2 separate regions of the Sus scrofa genome follow, and region 2 is linked to region 1. The links are chromatin contacts, called in public Hi-C maps. All regions are on one chromosome and are shown on one strand. Each heading gives the region's core, a stretch centred on a gene start, on an enhancer-like site or on the middle of the called end of the contact. The rest is flanking DNA. Distances are from core to core; before and after follow the strand shown. Region 1 overlaps BCOR (BCL-6 corepressor). Region 2 overlaps BCOR (BCL-6 corepressor).

Region 1 (6,283 bases), core at 400-2,899:
TCACTATTTTAGAGGTTAGACTCTGGCCAGGATGTGCCCAACTGCAGTGATTTCCAGTGTGTGTAGCCAGGGCCCTGCCTGTAATCTGAAGACACCTTAACCTTTGCCCTAGGTGCCCCTGGAGTGTGTGTGGGGGGGTGAAGGTGGGGCGAGCACAGCCGGGGGATTGTCGGTAAGGGTCTGTTTGTTTTCTCCAGCCCCAGAGGCCCGAGTGAGGGCTGGGTGGAGTGAGAGGAGTCAGAGAGTGCGTTCCAGCCATGGGTCTGATTTAAAACTTGGTTTAATTGGAGAAACTCTTAGGCATTTAACAGTTCTGTACAAATGCAAACTTGAAATAGCTCTAGGCCTACGTCATTTAGGAAAGAATAAATGAAGTACAGAAATGTCCAAACTATGTAAATCCTAGAGTTGTCTGCCCTCCCATAAACACATGACAAGTGCCAAGGCATTTCCAGTCAAAACACCCATGGAACCAGCAGCCTCCATCCTTTGTATTTATTATTTTATTAACAGCATTTTACACAGCGTTTAACGAGCACAGCCTGCCTGCTTTCCACCAGGGCTCTCGGCCGACCGAGGGGTGGAAAACAGATGGGGGCGATGAGGAGTGGTCTCTGGCGAGGTCTCTTCAGACGGGCAAGGAAAAGGAGCATTCGGGGTTTCTTTCTCCTGGCCCCCAAGAAAAGACGAGAGCCGGGCCTTGGAGGAAGAAGGCCCCTCTCCCTTCCCAGGAGCAAGTTGTGCCGAGGTGGCCTGTCTAGGCTCCGCTTCGATTCCAGAAGGTGTGAAGCAGGGTCCGCTCTCACGATGCTCTGCCCATCCGTTCTTGGTGCTCTTCAAAGAATAAGTATTTGTCTGCTGGCGTTATTCTATAGCCTGGTGGAAAGTTTATAACGAAAAGTAATGCCTTTCTTAAGTCATAAAATGAGCCTTGTATGATTATTTAATTAAAATCTATTTAAGGACCGATTAGGCGTGTAATTTGCGCTAATAATGACGATTATGGAAATGTTCGACTTAACCAAAAATCATAAAGGAGACATTTTGATCAGTGGGGCGACCAGTAAGGATTCTGGGAGTCGGACAATTTTCCGAAACCCGGGAGGCGTGGGGCCGCCGAAAGTGACGAGCTGCCTGGCCCCTGGGACCTGGCAGAGCGGGCTGGGAGGAAGCCCAGGGCAGGCCGGCCCAGGCTTTGCCAGGCAGAGCAAACCCCCCCCCCGCGCGCCCCCCGAGGCTCCTGGACAACCTGCCTTCCCGGCCGAGGAAATGGGGGAGGGGGGCTGCCGGCCCCGGGGCTCCCACCCGGCCAGGGGAGGGGGAAACTCTGGGAGAGAGCTGCCGAAGCGCCCTGAAGCCTCTGCGCGAAATGGCTGTGTTCTCTTGCTTTAACAATCAGCAGCGACACACGCACTGCTGCCTTGGCCAGCCTTGGCTGGAGCCTGGAGGGGTGGGGGGAGGAGGGGGGGGTCCCTTGTTCCGGAGAAACCTGCCAGCTGCCGGGCTTGGTGCGAAGGCAGCGAAGGCAGACACAATGCTGCTGTTGTTGGTTTGATCTCTAACTGTGGATTGTTAGTCTGGCTTTAACTATGTGGTAAGGGGGGAATGTGAAGGCTGTTTACAGCGAGTGCAAATAATGTGACAGCTGTTGGTGCACGAGCAGCGCTGTGCCTCCTCGGCGCTCACACAAAGCGCGCACTATGCAGGCCCGCGGAGAGCTGCCGAGGTGGCCGCCACTTTCTGGCCGGGGCGTCCTCGACCGCGAGGCCGCCAGCTCTCGGCAGCACCCCCACCCCGCGACACACATCTTTATGGCTCCCGGCATCAGCTGGACGCGGGTGCTGGCTGGTGTGTTGTGGTTTAGGGAACTCTGAGGCAGAGGTGGCAGGCGGAGGCCCACAGGGTCATGAGTGTCAACTGTCTGGAGGAGTTTGGCCGGGAGCTCCGGACCTGGGTCCTCCGTGGCTTGTGATCGGGTTGTTAAGATTTGGGCAAATAACTTTCAGCCCTAAAGCAAGCTCGTTGGAAAGAATGTATTATTAACTGAAGGCTTTCTGGAAATTGCAGAGCCTCTGAAGGCCGTTGTTCTTCCTCTGAAACGGCCCTGTTATTCAGACAAGTTCGAGAGCCAGGCGACCGCTGTGTTCTGTGCGCGCGGCCCTGCTTCCTGGATTGGAAACCCGACGGCGTAGGTTCGGACCCGAAGCGGGGGAGGGGCGCGGGCTGGCTTTCCATACCCACCTCCCTTTGCCTTCCCGCCCTAGCCTCACTTACCTTCAGCTGCAGGACCAACGGTGCTGTCTTGAGGTCTGCCCGCAGCGCCACCCACTCTGTGACTTAATCCAACTAGATGCCCACAGCCACAGGCCTTCTCTGAGTTCCTGGTCCTCTGCCAGGCACTGCGGGGAGGCGCCAGGGTGGGAGGGAGAACAGTTGGTGGGTGGCTGCAAGCCCTTGCTAGGCAGGTCCCGGAGATGCATGGCTGGCGGGCCCAAGCAGGCGGGCTCAGGATGGCCAGGGAGATGGGCCAGCCCCTGGTCTGTCCTGGGGCAAGCTGGCTGCAACCCCCCCCCCCCCATCTCAAGGTTGAAGCCCTCCAGCCCCGACCCTGGGGCTTTGGAGGATCATTTAGAGTTGACTTCATTCTGTATCCTGCCCTTCAATGTGACTTTGGCTCCTGGGTGTACAGCCTGCAGGATGTCTGCAAATTCGAGTCCATCCCCCCCACTCCCACCCCAACTGCCCAGGTCTACCCATTCTGAGTTTTAATGTGGACTTCTGCATCTAGTTGGGTTCCCTAGTGGGGAGCTGGGAGATGCTTCTGGAATGATACATGAACTTCGGTGCCAGTTCTATAAATTGGTCTCTTTTTATGACGTGTGCCATTTTCTGTAGGAATGTTGCTTGCAAAACGAGTTTCGCCTTGGAGGAAAGGCGGAAAGATAAACAAGCCTGCAACGCCAAAACACTGGCAGTCTTTCCCTCCTTCCAGCTCTCTTAAAGCAGCCGGGCTGTATTTCCAGGATTAGACTTGTGCTTGTGAGGAGGGACTCTGGTTGGCTTTTTTTTTTTTTTCCCAAGCAAATGCAAATTAGAGAAAAATAATTTTCTTTCAACGATATGCAATGTATTAGTCACTTGTTATCGTGCTCCGAGGCAGGCCTCATTTGCGCGTCTGCCAGCTCGCTCACATCTGCTCGGCGCTGTTCGGGGCATTTTAACCTTGGCGGTGTCGTGTCTAGTCCCACGGATCAAGGAGGAGTAATTAAGCTCTGAACAGCTACAAAAATTCACGGGCCCCCATGTCTACCGCAGTTTTCTCACAGCTTTGTTTGGGGTGTTCCCAGTTCCAAGGCTGAGTAGCAGACATGGGGTTCCTATTGTTCCTTGTAAAGAAAGTGGGAGCCCCTGTCCTCCCCTGACCCTCATCCCCAACCTTCCCAGGACTCCCAGGCAGCACACAATCAGCAGATTGCAGGACCCTGTGTTTTAGGCATCTCTCATTTGTAAAAACTTCCTTTGTGCTTCCTGTGTGTACTGATGGTTGCTGTTAATAGCCTTATGGTATAGCTTGTTCCTTGTGGGGGGCGGGGGGAGGGGGGCGTGCAGCAAGTGCTCTTTATTCCTACAAAGCCCTGGTGGAGACTGCAGCGCAGTGACACCTCCCTCTAGAGTTTGTGGTATATGGATCGTTTATTCTGGTTTTGCCCCCAGGTTGTGTAGACTGCAAGTGGGAACCCAGCCCTGCAGGGACCAGGCCCAAGCGGGGGAGGGCAGGGAAGAGACGAAGAGTGGGGTGATGAATTGCATTCAGCCTAGGTTTCCTATCCTGGGGTGCCTCCTGTTGAGGGACACCAGCTTCCAAATGGGGCCCCCCCTCTTGCATACACACGTGGTTGTGTGTGGCACAAGCGTGAAAGAAAGTGAAAGGAACAAAAAGCCGAGGCATGGCGACAGGGGAGAAGGGGAAGTGTCTGAGGTTGGTCCCTGACCTGGGGGGAGGCGTGGCTCTGCCTGTGGGAAGGTGGGGGGGGTACCAGGCGGGCCGCCCTCTCTTGGCAGCAGCTCTCCCGGTCCATCCTTGCTCGTGCCTCCCCCTCCCCAAGCCCCCAGCCTCCAGCCCCCTTTTACAGTTGGCTACACTTGGCTTACATCTGTGGCTGGGGAGACGTCCACGGAGAGAGCAACACCCCAGCTGGGCTGAAGGGAGCCCAGGACGGTGGCGGGGAGGGGTGTCTAGGGTCTGCTCATTCCCCTGGTGGGCTCTGGCCCCACGTCCTGGGTTCTCCCGGCGCCCACCCAAAGTTGCTTTTTGTCAGATACAGTGGCGAGCGCCCGGGAAGAGGGAGCCCAGAGGAGTCGCGGGAGGGGTGAACCGGGGTCGAGGATGGCGAGCTGGAGTTCCTGGAAGGTGTGGCGGGGGCGCGCGGCGGGGGCGGGGCTGCGTGCGCGCGCGCGCGGGGGCGGGGCGGCCCACGCAGGGACCTCGCGGAAGAGCCGGTAGACGCACGGGTGTGTGTGGTGGCAGAGAAATCCCTTTGTTGCCAACCGATCTCGCTCAGGTCTGAGGCCCCCTCCCCCACTCAACCGCCTCCGGCCAAGTTCACTCCCGACCAACCGACCAAACCGACCAGAGTGGCTCGCTTGCTCTATCCCGGCGCCCTGGGAGGAGGCTGGGAAGGTTCTGGTTGCTCGAAAGGTCAGGGCCAGCGGCGCGAATTTCCTCTGCTCTCACACCCTCCCTTCCACTCCTGCTCCGCAGCTCTGTCTGTTACTAATGCAAAACTTGGGGCGTGGGTGGGGACACCCGGGGAAGCGATGGCCAAGACTTGGAGAAGTGTGCCAAGCAATAGCGCCTGGGCAGCCTGGGTCACACACACACACACACACACACACACACACACACACCCCGCCCAGCCCCGCGCGCTTCAGCACCCATGCTGGACTGGAGGACCCAGCTAGCTGACCTCTTTCAGCCCCACCCCGAACCTGGGGGGCAGCCTTGGAGTCTGTCGTGTCCGTCCGTTCCCCCCCCCACACACAACACCGGGAAAAGCATCTCAGGAGGATCTGCCCCCATGCCCTGCACACCTGGACACTTCCCCCCCCCACCCCACCCCCGTCCTAAAATAGGAACTTCTTCACTCCTCCCTTCCTTGACACCAGTAGGGAAGTGCCTGTGCCGGACTCAGCCTGTGTCTGGAACAGCCCCAGGAAGGGCTCCCAGGTGGTGAGCTTTGGGCTTCCATGAAAGCCACACACTTGGCTGAAGGTCACCCCTCCCTGGCCCCCACTGTGCTCCTGCCTCAGCCTTCCCAGTGCCACAAAGAAACTCTGCCGCTGTTCTCGGTTTGTTTGTTACAGTGTGTTCAGAGGAGTCAGAAGCCGTTTAATGGAGTTAGACGGGGCCTGCACAGCGATTGCCAGGCAGAACTCAAGTCCATAGTGCAGTTTAATCCTCTGGAAAATGCGGTGCCAAATATTTACAGATGAGGGGACCAAGGTTGAAGAGGTTCGGCCACCTGCCCAGAGATACGCCGTGGATGAGGGTGAGAGCTGGGAGGCTGTGGCAGCACGTTCTCGCACGTCCTCCACGGAGACCCAGCTATGCGGTGAGGGAGACCCCTTCCCCCAAGAGGTCCCCCGCCTTCAGAGGACCCTGGCCCCCGGGGGCACCCTGGCTAGGATCTCTGATGCCCGCTCTGCGTGCTGAGCCAGAAGCTCCCCAAAGGCCATCCCAGCCTTCTTGGCCGCTAACTGGATAAGTGCCTGGTGGGCAGGGGGGAGCCCTAGGGAGGGCAGCGTTCGGTAGTGTTTGCCTGGAGTCGGGATGGTCTGGTGGTGCTGCTTTCCATTTTGACAGTGCCGCTCGACAAGCGGGCTGCGCAGACTTGAAGCCATCCATCCGCCCCCTCAAGGGCGGAGGCAGCGGAAAGTGACCCGGTGCCAGGAGGGGCTGGGGTGGAGAGAAAGGAGAGGTGCCAAGAGTGGCCTGGTGCTGCCTCCCGTCCCTGCACGCAGGCCAGCCTCTCGTGGCCACTGCTCCTTCCTTCGCAACCTATTTGTAGTCTGCCAAGAGAACTCGCCCTTAAATAAAAAAAGATCTCCCCTTTCCCTCAGGCCATAATGGCAGGAGGTGGCAGAACGGTGGTGGGGGCAGCTCGGGGCCTGAGTGCCCCCTCGTGTCTTTTCCCAGAGGGCCAAGGTGCCCCCTGTCAGGGATGCCCGGGTTGAGGTGACAGCTCCTAATCTTGGTCCCTCTGACCTCTTTCTGCCAATCAGG
Region 2 (5,502 bases), core at 824-3,323, 66 kb before region 1:
TGGTGGGGCCTCCTGCCCTCCCCTAACTGATTAGGGCCAAGGATGCCGCTTGTTGTGTTTGTGTGTGGTTTTTTTCCTCCCCTCGGCACACTTGTTGGTACTTTTCAGACAAATGGCTTCACAAAAAAAAAAAAAAAAATTGTATACGAGCAAAACTTCAAAGCGGTCCTTTGGAGTCAGGCCTGCACAAGCTGGGGGTCATCCTGCCGAGGAGCCAACTATCTGATTTCTGAACGGTAGCCGCGCCAACGGGTTACTGCTATCCGAATTCCTCTAGTAGCGCCAGCTTGAGTGGCCTGGGCGCACCCACCCGCAGCCCTGTCCAGCCCCCCGTGCCCTTTCCGGGAGGCGCAGTAACCATAAATGGTGCGACAGGCGGCCGGCCGAGCTGGTTCGGTGACGACTCCCTGGAGACCGCCGCCTCGAGCGGCAGGCCCCATCTGCAGTGCAGCTGAACGAGTTAAGCTGCCCCAAGTGTGAGCAGCCCGGGGTGGGGCCTGGACGAGAGAGAACCAACGGGAGCTCTGAGCAGCCTCGGCCTGCGGATCCCCCAATTACAGAACTGGAGGAGCCTGCCTGACTCCCCTTCTCTCGAAGGGATGCATGAGAGGCTTGCGATGGGGCCCGGGCGAGGCTGCGCTGGGGACCTTGGAGTTGCAAGGGGGATGCACCTTCCAGAGCCCCTAGGCGAGTAAGGAGCTTCTGCACTGAACTAGCAGTGAAAAGCTGCAGCACCCGACCCTCAGTCTCCTGCGGCCGAGATGAGCCTATGATACTGGCAGGCAAGGGAAGGCGGCTCTCTGCGCAGCCTCAGGTGCGCTAAGGTTAACTCGCTACCTCCGGGACAGCCCGCCCGGCAGAGCGGCCTCTGCCCTCCGCCCTCGGGCGCCGGCGGGATCCTGGGCAGCACCGGCCACCGCCCCGAGACTGCTGGGCTCAGCCCAGCGCAGCTCCGCCACGGCCTCACAAAGGCCCTGTGCGGCTGCAGCACACGAGGAGCGGCCACGACTCTCAGATCTTTAATTACGCCCCTACCCTTCCCCCCACCCCATTGCCGGCTTCCAGCCCTTTAATCAATTTCACGATATTAAATATTAATTTCCCGCCAGCCAGGCTTTCTCGAAGGAGGGGGAGGGGACGGGCAGGGCAGATCCGAGGAAGGGACGGCTTTGTAGGGTGTGACCGGGATAGTAGGGCGTGCTGGCTCCTAAGTGACCTGCGCGAGGAACTCGGAGCCACCGTGTCTGTGCTTTGCGGCTGGGGAACTTGGAGAGTTATGAACGCCGGGTGCAGACCTCCGGGAGGGGCAGCTAGGTGCGCCGAGAGCCCAAGTGCGCAGGGCGACAGCCTTCTGTTCCGCACCCCCGCCCCCCCGCCCAAGCCCCGAGTGAGCCTCACGCGGCCCCGCGGCGCGCAGCGATGATGGATCGCGCCTGGCGGGGGTGATTTGGTGTTGATCGCACATTATCACTGGCAGGTTGGACTGGTTGCTGATGGACGACTTCTAGCGGCGGCAGCAGCAGCGTCTTCAGACACCGCGCGGGGACTTGCTTGCTCTGCGAGGGTCTCTCATTCCCTCCCCGCCCCACTTTCCAGAGACAGGAGGACCTGAGAGTCCGAGTGGGGTCTTCCAGCACCCAGGGCCGCCAGCCCCCGTCCGGGTCCTGGTGTGGGCCGAAGGCCGGGCGAGGAGGGGGGCCAGGACGCCTCTCCCACTTCCTCCCATTCCTCCTTCTCTTGCCGCCTGCCCCCCCTCTTCCTTCCGGCTTCCCCATCGTAACCAAGAGGGTCTGGGTCACTCCCCGTGTGGTTTCCCCGCCGCCCGGTCCAGGCCATGGTGGGGGGCGGGCCGAGCTCCCCCGCCCCACGGCCCCCGCCCCTCTCCCGGGGCTCGCAGCATCGCCGCGCTGCGGTGCGCCCCTCCTCGCCTCTTTTTCTAAAGTGCCTGCAGATACAAAAGCGGTTTCGTAATGCCTTCCGTCTGCGAGAGCCGGAGGACCTTGGCTGACCTTTCGGAAACTGATTGCAACTGCCTGTTAACAGCCCGTACTGACCGCACCGAGCGGAGCGGAGGACAATCATTTAAGTGACAGACGGCGAGGTGGCCTCGGCTCAGTCGAGCGGCCTGGTTAAGCCCGCCCCGCCCCTCCCCCCCGAGTCCCCCCTCCTTCCAGCCCCGGGCGCACTGCGGGCTGTGGCGGGCGCTCCGGCGGGCGGGGAGGGCGCGCCGCGCGCGCGTGTGTGTGACTCTGTGTGTGTGTGTGTGTGTGTGTGTGTGTGTGTGTGTGTGCGCGCGCGCGCGCGTGTGTCCGCGATTACCGGCCGACGGGTTAACCCTTAGCCGAGCGGCCGGCCCCTTTGAGACCGGACGCTGCTGGCTTAATCTGCCATCTGCAAAAGAGGAATAAAAGGGCCGCCTCCGCCGACTTTCCCTAATGGGTAAACTGTCCCCTCTCAGCGTGACCGGGGCTGCGTCCCTGCTGCTGCCGAGGAAAGATCCCGACCCTCGGCTCTTCCGGCAAGTCTCCGAGCCCCCTCCCTGCGCCCCCTCCCTCTCCCGCACACAGACACGGACACAGGGGACAGCGCGAGGAGTCCAAGAGCTCGGAGAGACTCTCGGTGCAGTGGACGTGGGTGTTCCCGGTGTTTTCTGTTTTGGGAACTGGAGAAAGGTGGAGGGTGGGCCCGCACTGGGTAAGCGAGGTGGGGGAGGGGAGGCTGGTGACAGGGCACCTCGGGCTGCGCTCGCTCCCTCTCTCGGGAGAGATCGCCAGCTGCTCTCCAACAGGCAGCGCCCTGAAATCTATTTAAAGAGAGGGAAAGGGGAGGAGAACAAAGGGGGAGGAGGGGGGCGGCGAGCGGAGCCTGGGCGAGAGCGAGCGAGCAGGGAGGATCCGCCGCTCCGCGGGCACATCAAGCGCTCACATCTGTACACTCCGCGATCGATGGGGAGAATGGATAATATTTGTCAGCTGCAGACCTTTCTCTTCCCGGTTCCCGGGGAGGGGAGGGGGCGAGGGAGGGGGAGGGGCGGGCAGACCAGGCGAGAGAGGCCGCCTCAAGGACAGCGCGCTTCCCGCTGCAGCCACACGGAAACCCAGAGCCATGAAAGCCCGGGGATTTTTCTCTTATTATCATTATTAATTATTTTTTATTATTCCACAGCAGCCAGCGAACGCTCGGAGGCGCCCCTCCCCCGCTCGCCCGCCGCCTCCCTTTGTTGATTCTCAGCTGCGAGCGCGGCGGGCCCGAGCCGCCGCCGCCGCCGCCGCCGCCGCCGCCGCCGCCGAGCATGATCTGCTCTTGCGCCCTCGGTCGCAGCTGCGGCCCAGGAAGCCGGGGCTGCGTCCCCGCCCCCCACCCCCCATGGCGCGGCAGCCCCCCTTCCGCGCCCCTGCACCCCCCCTCCCTGCCTCCCGCCACGAGGCCAGCCCAGCCTCTTCGATGCTTCTCGCTGCGTCTCCGCATCCCCAACGCCGAGCTGAGGCGCTGGCTGCTGCCGCCCCAAGCCTCTGGCCGCGCGGGGGCCTTCGCCACCCCACCCCACCCCCAGCCCGCGGCGGCTGCACTCTGATGCCGCCGTCCTCACACATGGTCTTCATTTCGCACACTAGCGGCGTGCTTCCTCTCGGCTCCTCTCCTCGGGGCTTTTCGGAGCGAGGAGGGAGGTTTAAAGGAAGTTGGAAACCCAGCGAGCCCAAGGGAAAGGGGGAAAACCCTCGCTGTCGGTCTGAGCTTCCGAGGCGGAGGGGAGCGCCCCAAGGAGGGTGGGGCAGAGCTTGGGTGCCCTCCCCTTCCTTAGGTGCGGGGAAGGGCCAAGTGAGGGGTAGTAGCCGGGGAGGACAGGGAGCTGGAGAGCGAGCGAGCTCTGTGTCTGCTTTCGCTTGTCCCCTCGCCCGCTCGCACCGGCCAGGGCAGAAGTGACCCGCCCTCTCGCAAAGGCACAGCGGGTCTGGGAGCCGATCGGATTAGCGGTCATCAAATGAGACCAAAGACACTTCAGACTGTCCCCCCCATCTTCCGCTCAGGGGAGCTCCCTGGGCCTTTGCCCCCTCTTTCCTCCAAGACTGAAAGCCCGGAGCCGACGCCCCACAGGCCTGGGGTCCGGGCTCACTTTAGTGGGGGGGGGGCAGTGCAGAAAGTTCTAGTAGGGGTTTACTTGTAGCTTTGCGCCCCCACCCCCGCTGTCCTTCTGCGATTCCGGGTCAGCCTGCGGCGGCGTCCCCGACTGCTCCGCGGTCCTGGGCAGGGCAGGAAGCTGGCACGGCCGCGGGCTGGGCCGGCGCCACTTGGCCGGGCGGCTGCTCGCTGGAACTCGCGCGGCACCTTCGCGCCGAGTCGGGTTCCCGGGTCTCCCGCCCGGTCACCCTGAGTGGCTCCCCCGCCCCCCCGCAACTCCGTCGGTCGTCCTCCCTCCGGAGTCGCCCTGTCTCTGCCCGCCCTCTCAGCTTTTCCCCTCCTCGGTCTGTCTTAGGAGCCCCGTAGCGCAGTCAACCGCCCTTCCCGAGATTCAAAAAGAAGTTTTGTGTTTCCCCGGGGGCAGCAGCCTAATGCTTCCCTTGTTTTCCGGAACAAAGCAGACATTCAGTGGGGAGGGGGCAGGCGCTGACTCCTTCCCCTCCCCGCAGCACCCCGCACCCCTGCAGGTTCAGAACGCTCGCTCCCGGGCCCCGGGCGTGGGGTGGGGGCCCTCTCTCCCCAGGCTGGGCTTCAAAGGCCTCGCCCCCCGCGCCGCCCCACCCCACCCCCCTCAGCCTCTGCCGGGAGCCGGAGAGAAGGCGACAGGGTGTTTGGGTGAGGTTCCCAGCCCGGGCGGGGAGGGCGCGCACGCAGCTGTTTACAGTGTGCCCGTGCTGCTGGAAGCTCAGCCGCTGCCGCCTGACAGCGTGGGGCACCCGCGGGCTGCCAGCTCAGAGGAGGCGCGGAGCCGCGAGCCCTCCGGCACTCGGCCCGAGGCCTCGGCAGCCCCGGGGCCAGGGCGCGCGGGGAAGCTCGAAGTCTCCGATCGCTCGTTGCTCTTTCTAGCCCACAGACCGTCACCCCCTCCTCTCCAACAATGGTCTGAATCCCGTGGTGTATCAAAGGATCCGGGGCGCGGGGGGGGCGGGGGGGAGTGAAGAGCTCACTAGGGGCGCTCAGAGCAGGTTTTGCGCCAGGGTTCTGGGCAGCCCTTTCCCCCGCCAGGGGTAAGTTCTCCCGCCGGAGCGAGCACAGCACACCACTCTTGCAACTCGGAGATGCTTCTCCCTCCGGGACAGCTGCCCCTGCCCACCCTGCCCGATGGGCTTCCCCTCAACCCCACCCCCGAGGGGACCACTGCACTAGCTGTGCCCACGCGCGCTAAGCCTTGTCCGCGCAGCGCAGCCTTAGATCCCGCTCCAGTTCTTCCCCTCTCCTGGGCCTGTGGCCGGCCCCCGGCGCCTCCAGCGCGGTCTGAAACTTGATCCCGTGTCGGAAGGACAGTGTGTAAACACCAGGCGCGCTCCGAGAGCCCGCGGGAGG

The links. A called contact is a pair of places that touch in the nucleus more often than the background predicts.
Region 2: a Hi-C map of fetal liver shows a contact between it and region 1, with 1.9 times the contacts expected there. The contact joins two enhancer-like sites. A contact is called at or near these places in 2 of 5 promoter capture datasets (fetal liver and liver), 19 of 47 Hi-C or Micro-C datasets (blood, brain, embryonic fibroblasts and 9 more) and 2 of 2 datasets of contacts at active chromatin or transcription factors (alveolar macrophages and skeletal muscle).

The regions. Positions count from the first base shown.
Region 1 is chrX:35,797,922-35,804,204 of Sscrofa11.1, reverse strand. All of the region lies in intron 1 of BCOR (BCL-6 corepressor), which reads left to right. Among named protein-coding and RNA genes, the nearest start is that of BCOR, 90 kb to the left of the region's middle. Within about 2 kb of position 1,649, at least 24 of the 83 cell types and tissues checked have an H3K27ac peak or open chromatin away from gene starts, as enhancers often do. A contact at or near this core is called in fetal liver and skeletal muscle, where this site is marked.
Region 2 is chrX:35,865,117-35,870,618 of Sscrofa11.1, reverse strand. All of the region lies in intron 1 of BCOR (BCL-6 corepressor), which reads left to right. Among named protein-coding and RNA genes, the nearest start is that of BCOR, 23 kb to the left of the region's middle. Within about 2 kb of position 2,073, at least 32 of the 83 cell types and tissues checked have an H3K27ac peak or open chromatin away from gene starts, as enhancers often do. A contact at or near this core is called in fetal liver and skeletal muscle, where this site is marked.